Linked DNA regions of Mus musculus: region 1 is linked to region 2. Evidence: chromatin contacts called from public Hi-C data. All regions are on one chromosome and are shown on one strand. The core of a region is the stretch at or near the end of the contact, and the rest is flanking DNA. Distances in the headings are between cores, read along the strand shown. Region 1 has its middle 7.1 kb from the start of Gm42011. Region 2 has its middle 17 kb from the start of Gm36841.

Region 1 (4,194 bases), core at 19-2,518, 680 kb before region 2:
ACACATCATACCTGCACTCCAATCTGCTAGTCTCATTCCTCCCACAAACAATCCCTTCTTTGTTCTCCTGTCACACACACACACACACGTGCACAAATGTGCAAACACAAGCATGCACACACATGCACACACACCCCTACACAGATACACACAAACAGACATGCACACACATGCACACATGTGCACACACCACATGCAGGCACACCTGAGCAGGCATTCAATTTAGATTCTGCATGTGAAAGGAAACGTGATATTTATCTTCCCTAACACGATGACGTCCAGTTCCATCCAGTTCCATCCAGTTTCCTGTAAACGGTGCAGGTGCATTCTTCTTTACAGCCAAATCAAATTGGATAATGGACATGGTCCATGTTTTCTTTATGCTTTCTAGATGAGATTAACTTAGCGCATTTTCTGTAACCCAAACACCTGAACTATTATCCTCCTCATGCGTAGTCAATGTAAAAATTATCAATGTAAAAAAGGTCTATTACTTTCATTTTCTCAAAGCAGCTGATGTATTTTAATTTCCTGTCTCCATCTTGTAATAGGTGTGTGTGTGTGTGTGTGTGTGTGTGTGTGTTCACTGACCAATTCCCATTGAGAATTGGTTGAGAGTCAGTCTTGGAAACCAGCCCTTCTAGGTAATTTTGGCTCACCATGCAGTTTGAGGACACCTACAGATGATGAATCACACAAACTTGCGTCTTTGTTAGGCTTTCTGGTGCTATGGTAAAACACCATGACCAGAAGCAACCTGGAGAGGAGACGGTTCATTTGGCTTACACACCCAGGGTCACAGCCCACTGTGGGAAGCCAAGATGAGGAGCTGAAACAGAGGCACAGGGCTTGCTCAGCCGGCTTTCTTATACACCCCTCGGACCACCTGGCCAGGGGTAGCACCGCCCATAACGGTCTGACCCCTCCCCCATCAATCATTAATTAAGAAAATGCTCACCCTCAGGCTCGCCTACATGCCAATCTGATGGAGGCGTTTTCTCAATTGAGGATAACTTTAGCTTGTGTCAAGTTGATGAAAAAAACTAAGCAAGACAACTGGAAACCAGGTGACCCTCTGGGATACACAGCACCGGCTGTTTCCACCGTTTCCTGAAAGAATCCTCTGTTGGCTGTACGGTTTGTGTCATTGGAGACCTTTTAACTTTAGGTTTTGGTCTCAGAAGAATGGACTTCAGTGCTGGGCGCGCTGAGCAGTGATGAACTCTAGGGGGCGCCACCCACCTAGGCTTTCTACAGAGACCCAGCGTGCGTGGCAACACCTATCACAGTGCAGTAGGCAACCTGCCCAACGCCCCTAAGGGCTGTCACTGTCTTACCTCCGACTGCATTCATCACTTTGGGAAAAGAAGAAGGGATTGTCAGAGAAGACATACTCACTTGGGCTGAGCTGCAATATTGTCTTTTAAGGGTCACTAAACATTTTAAGCACCTGACAAGTGTTCCTTGCAAACCCGCGGTCCCGAGAAATCAGCGACGGGCAACCCCTCCCCCGCCACCCCCCCCCCCCCCAGCCCTGTAGTCACTCCGAAGTCAGCTGCACATCCGCTACTAATTTTAGCTGGCAATCTGCAAAGATCATCAGTGATGATTTGTACCAGACTTACAGACGTGGCTGAGTGGCTGTTGTGGAGACTGGAAGCGGAGGCACATTTCCTCAGCGAGGGATCTAGCCTCACTTCCCCCTCCCAAAGCTTTCTCCTCCGTGTAGTCACCTCTCCTGGGTGTCTGGCTATCAGCATCTCTGAGTGTTTGATTTCATGCCTCTTTCATTTTTGTTAGGTTTTCCCCAAGTGAGGGGTAAGCCACACACACACACACACACACACACACACACACACACACACACACACACACACCAGTTCACAGGAGGGAAGTCATCAAATTAATTACAGCATGGGAGAGCCACTGCCAGTCAAGCAACCTAGCTATTTGCTTTTGCAGATGACAAGCTGAAGCCCGGAGGTCACTGAACTCATTCAAGGTCGCACGCATGGGGTTAGCAGCTGCGCATGGGGTTAGCAGCTGAGATCCAGCATCCTCTGTGGTGGCAGCTGTGTCTTAGGACCGATCTGAGACACTGAGCCTGGCATGAGATTAACTTTCATACCCGTTTGCAGATGAATGGATCGGGTGCATTTTTCTTAAAAAAAAAAGTTTTAATTAGCACAAATTAACTGTAAATAATAGCGGGGTTCCTGGTAATAGTTCATCTGTCACGTATTTATAGCGTATTACTATCTTTTTTTTCTCTTCCCGTGCCTGATGATCCCCCTCCTCTTCCTTACTGGCCCCTTTTAATTTTCATGGGTTTGTGAGTGCTATGTATGTGTGTGTGCATCCATGGGTGAACATGTGAAGGTTGGATGGAGGTTAACATCGGGCGACCTCTCCATGACTTTCCATCGCATTTTGAGATAGGGTCTCTTGCTGTTTCTGCTGGACTGGCTGCCCAGTGAGCCCCATCCCCCTCCGCTCCCCTCCCTCAGGATGTTTCTGGGAGAGACTGAGATTCAACTTATAAATATGGTCCCGTACCACACAGTGGCCATTTGACTGCAGTACCGGCAGAGGCCAGAAGAGGGCGATAGATCTTCTGGAGCTGGAGTTGCAAGCGGTTGTGAGCCTCCCGATTGGGTACTAGGAACAGAACTCTAATCCTCTGGAAGACCGTTAAGCGTCTTTAACCCCATTTTAAAAGTAGGTTATTAATTTTTATTTTATGTGCATGAGTATTTACCCCACGTCTGTGTCTGTGCACCACGTGCATGCCTGGTCAGAAGAGGGCATCGGATCCCCTGGGACTGGAGAACCCAGGCCATCTGGAAGGGCAGCTAGGGAATCTTAGCTGCTCGCCCGTCTCCCCAGTCCCGGAAGTGTGTTAATTTTTAAAACCTCTTTTCATCTGGGATTTTTTTTAATTGGCAAATTTCTTCTATATTCTAGAATCTTTGACATTATAGGACCTTGTCTGGTGAGTAAGTAGTTCATCACTGACTTAAACTAGAGTAAAGGTTTTGAAACTGGGCCCTGTCTGGGGGCCACACTTCTTGGCTGTGGAGGGCCTCTGTGTGCAGGCAGGGAGTTAGTGCCCCTCTATCCACAAGATGTCACCAGTACCTTGTCCAAGTCATGAAGATTATGATATCTTTAGACTGCGTGTGCTAGGTTGAGTTTATATGCCCTTGGCTCTCTTTCTCATTGCTGATTTTGTTAGTTTTATTTTGAGACAAGACCTCTCTGTGTAGTCCTGGCTGTCCTGGAGCTTGTTATGTAGACCAGACTGTCCTATAACTCACAGAGATCCTCCTGCCTCTGCCTCCCGAGTACTAGGGCTAAAGGTCTGTACCACCAACATGCCTGATTGCTGATTTTATTAAAATAAGTTTATTATAGTGTAATGGTTGATCTTGTATGTCAACTTGACTGAGCTGTAGGGTACCCAGATATGTGGATATCTATGAGGGAGCTTCTGGGAGAGACTGAGATGTAAGTCAAACTGAGTTATAATATAATCCTGGACCACACAGTGGCCACCGTACTGTCAGCTCAAGGTGGGAGAGGAGGCAGAAGGGGGAGGGGCAAATTCACTTGGCTAGACTGAGCTGGGACATGTTAGGCTGTGGTCATGCCCCTGTAGCAGGAAGAAATGGTGAGCTCCCAACTGCAGGCTCTAAGCCTCTAATAGACTCCTCCCATCAGGAGGGGCCATCCTCATTTCCTGCAGGAAGTTTATAAGCTTCGGTTGTGAGACCCTGGGACTTCAGAGGTCTATGAGTGGCAGCACATCCCCCACCAGAAATGGGAACACCTCAAATAGATATCCCCCTCCTCCTGGACACCTTCAGAGTTACACACTCGTTACCCAGAATTCCATCCCCTCCCCTGCTCCTCTAGCTCCATGCCTGCCTGGATGCTGCCATGCTTCCTGCCTTGATGGTAATAGACTGAACCTCTGAACCTGTAAGCCAGCCCCGATTAAATGTTGTGCTTGGGCTGGAGAGATGGCTCAGAGGTTAAGAGCTCTGACTGCTCTTCCTGAGGTCCTGAGTTCAAATCCCAGCAATCACATGGTGGCTCACAACCATCTGTAATGAGATCTGATGCTCTCTTCTGGTGTGTCTGAAGACAGCTACAGTGTATTCATATAAATAATAAATAAACAAATTTTGAAAA
Region 2 (3,825 bases), core at 256-2,755:
TGTATATGTGTATATGTATATGTCTGTGTATGCATGTGTGTGAGTATGTATGTGTCAGTGTATGTATGTATGTTTGTGAGTGTATGTATATGTGTATGTGTGTGTATGTGTGTGCATATATGTATGTGCATGTGTGTATGTGTGTGCATATATGTATGTGTGTGTTTGTATATGTATATGTTTGTGTATGTGTGCCTGTATGTATGTGTGTGTGAATGTGAGTGTATGGGTGTATATATGTATATTTGTGTATGTGTGTGCTTATATGTATGTATGTGTGTGTGTCTCGTGTATATGCACGTGTCAGTGTATGTGTGTATATGTGTCTGTGTATGTATATATGTGCATGTACATCTGTGTGTATGTGTGTGTATGCCTGTGTGAACATGTGTGTGTGCCCTTGTGTGTATGTCTGTATCTGTTCATGTTTCTTTATGTTTGTATATGTGTGTATGTGTCTGTGTGCATGTGTTTGTGTCTGTGTGTATCTGTATATGTGTGTGTTTGTGTGAGAGAGAGAGAGAGAGAGAGAGAGAGAGAGAAAGAGAGAGAGAATGTCTATGTGTGTACATGTGTGTTTGTGTGACATGAGACCCTGCCTGGCTTTTCTCATTCAGTACATTTTCAGTGGTTGTTTATACTGCATCTTGTCTGCCCCTCATCCCCTTTATGACTGCATGATACTCCACACTGCATGAACGTCCCATGCTTCATTCACACATTTATCTTCTGACACACACTTCATAGAGTGCTCCCTCCTGGTAAAACATTACTCAGATGATGACATAACTCTATTCAAATATTGCACATCTCAGTTCATTCAGAGAAAAAGCTGGAGTTCTTACCATGACCACTACAAAACCTTAAAGAGTTCTACTGCCATCTGCTATCCACCATCTACACTCTCTTAACCTCTGGACCTTCTGACCTCACCACTCCCGTTTCTCTATCTCTGTAACTAAGGGGCTATTAGGTGGAATGTCAAGGCCTCTTTCTTGTATTCATTCTCATTCTGTTATCCCCACTTTACAGATGGAGAAACTGAGGTTCCAGAGCAGGCAGTGGCTTATCCAAACATCCCCGAAGCATACAAATGCAGGAAGTCAGAGCCTCAGCCCAGCTGCCAGGCGTTTTCTGTGAAACTGCTCCCACCTGTGACAATCCAGAAGCTTAAAAGGAAACTTCTTCCCCAGAGATCAGCTCTAAGCCCAGGGGAGTCATAATAAAGATGAAGAAAAAAAGCTTCTTTTTTATTAAGAGCTTCCTCTGTGTGTCAAGCTTGCCTTACTGTGTGTCGAGTGCTTTCCAGATGTTTCCTCCCCAGGAAGGCAGGAAAGAGGATTGTCCCCTCATAGCTCATGGGGAGTAGAAGACACCAGGTTGCACAGTTCATCATGGACAGAGGTGGTATTTAAGGCTGGCTCCCACGGTACAAAGACACACCCTCCTAAAACCGTGGCCTCTCTAGTCCTACCCACACATGGGTTTGCCCAGTAACCTTCCTACACACAGCAGATCAAAGAGGGTGCTTACAGAGGCTGGAAAGGCAAATGTTGCACCAGCGCATACACCTGCCCTCTGCACGTGAGCAGCAGGAGACAGGGGAACCAGGCACAGGTAGGGGCAGGCTTTGGGAATCCTATGTGCCCTGTAAGGATAGCCCTGAGATGGACAGTGCCAGGGCCTTCCATCCCAAGAGCAGGCGATTCCGTCACTGGCAAACACATCACGGAAGCCCCACGCGAGTTGTGCCAGTTTCCGCTGGAGGAGATGAACTCAATTATCTGCCCGGTGACAAGCTTGGAAGTCTGCAGGCTGTGAGAGAGTAAGGAAACAATCCCCCAGCATGCACTGTGCCCAGGGCTGGCTCGGAGGGAGTAGAGAGAACCAGAAGACAGGGCTCACTGCCAGAACTGAATCTGTCTTCAACTTCCAGAGCTTGCTTTGATGCAAGAGCCTGGTAATCTCTGTGGCTTTTGAAATCACCGTAATCCTATCAAGCGGCATGTCCTGAGTGCGTACTGAGTGCACCAGGCTTTGCAGGGTGCACACACTAACTGGCTACGCATAAGTTAGTGTGGGAAAGTCTCCCTTCCATAGGAAAAATGCTGAGTTTGGGGTGATCCGTGCTTCACCCTAGTGTTAAATAATGGACATGAAGAGAGGTAGCCCAGCCTCAGGTCAGAGGTCATCTCCTGAGGATGCTCCCCACTTCGCACCAACACTAGAAGCAGGAACAGTCAGTCACTCCCTCCCAGACTCTCATCTCTGCATCTAGTTCCAGAAAAGGGCCAATGGAAGGAGAGTGACTGGAGGCAGAGTGTGGGGGGAGGCTGAAGAGAAGGGAATAGAAAATCCCAGCCCTTGGGGAGGTAAAGGGCACAGAGAACTTGGAACCGAGGTCCTTTTATTTAGAGGAGCCTTGTCACACTGCCCGCCAAGGTCTGCTGTGCAGTGCCAAAGATTAAAGATCATCTAGATGGAATTAAATCTACATTATGCAGGGTCTGTGGGGGTGAGGGAGGGGATGGCAGAACCCTTCCAGAGCCTGTGGGATGGGGTGTCGTGTGGAGGGACAGAATGACATGAGATGAGCATTTCTCTCCCCCAAACAACCAGTTGAAGAGGGGTCTAGGGTGAAGGTCTGAGCTCCATGAATCTCACCTCCAAGGTTTCCCTAAATGCTTCCCAGGAGTATCATCCAATGTATTCCAATCCCTTCCTAGTCATCTTGGATATTCCTGGTCTACAGGCATGTAGCCACAAAGTTCTCTCTCTCTCTCTCTCTCTCTCTCTCTCTCTCTCTCTCTCTCTCCCCTCATTAGGAATAGGAATTAACCTATGGATGGCTCAGCGGTTAAGAGCACTGACTGCTCTTCCAGAGGTTCTGAGTTCAAATCCTAGCAACTATGTGGTGGCTCACAACCATCTGTAATGGGATCTAGCACCCTCTTCTGGTGTATCTGAAGACAGCTACAACATATATATATATATGGATTTTATTATATATATAATAAAACCTTTAAAAAAACACACACACACACACACACACACACACAAGACATTTACAGTCACAAAAATTGTGGAAATGCCAAGTGTGGTGGTACATGCTTTTAATCCCATCACTTAGGAGGCAGAGGCAGGTGGATCTCTGTGAGTTCAAGGCCAGCCTGGTCCATGGAGGGAGTTTCAAGACAGTCAGGACTACACAGAGAAAAAGCACAACACAACAAAACACCCAAATTGTGGAAGGAGCATGGAAAATAGCCCAGGAGCACTCTTAGTAAACGCTTCGTGCGTTGCGTCTTCGTACCAGCTGGGTGGGGTGGTGTCTGTGTATCAAGTGCTGAATAAGTGGGCAGGTGGATCGCCCGTTCTCACTGACAGACTTGGGCCAATGGGAGACTTTGTCTCATTCAACAAAATGGGTGGTTCCCGGGGAACAACACACAAGGTTGACTTGGGGTCTCTATATGCGTGCGCACCACACGTGCATGCATACTGGCACCCTTACCTAGCATGCACCCACAGAAACGCACACACACACAGACACAGGTACACAGAAACACATATTCACACACACATCATGTTGGGGAATAGTCTTTACAATCACAAGGAATGAGTCACATCTGCTTACAAATGGTGTATGAACGCTATGATGCCATTTAAAACCCCCATAGAAACGAAAGCCCTAGACAGACACGGGTATCATCAAAGATGCTTCCGTGTAAGGAAGGGTAGATTCATTGGACGTTTTAAAGTATGTTTTCTAATTTATCAGCGATGCAGATGTGGTGCATGTTTTCAAGAGGAAAAACAGAGAAC

What was found. A called contact is a pair of places that touch in the nucleus more often than the background predicts.
Region 1: a contact with region 2 is called in a Hi-C map of the N1E-115 cell line, with 7 times the contacts expected there. The contact joins two enhancer-like sites. A contact is called at or near these places in 5 of 484 Hi-C or Micro-C datasets (the N1E-115 cell line, cerebellar granule neurons, cerebellum and 1 more) and 1 of 115 datasets of contacts at active chromatin or transcription factors (embryonic stem cells).

The regions. Positions count from the first base shown.
Region 1 is chr5:117,066,770-117,070,963 of GRCm38.p6, reverse strand. No RefSeq gene overlaps it. Among named protein-coding and RNA genes, the nearest start is that of Gm42011, 7.1 kb to the left of the region's middle. Within about 2 kb of position 1,268, at least 30 of the 459 cell types and tissues checked have an H3K27ac peak or open chromatin away from gene starts, as enhancers often do. A contact at or near this core is called in the N1E-115 cell line, where this site is marked.
Region 2 is chr5:116,388,086-116,391,910 of GRCm38.p6, reverse strand. No RefSeq gene overlaps it. Among named protein-coding and RNA genes, the nearest start is that of Gm36841, 17 kb to the left of the region's middle. Within about 2 kb of position 1,505, at least 45 of the 459 cell types and tissues checked have an H3K27ac peak or open chromatin away from gene starts, as enhancers often do. A contact at or near this core is called in the N1E-115 cell line, where this site is marked.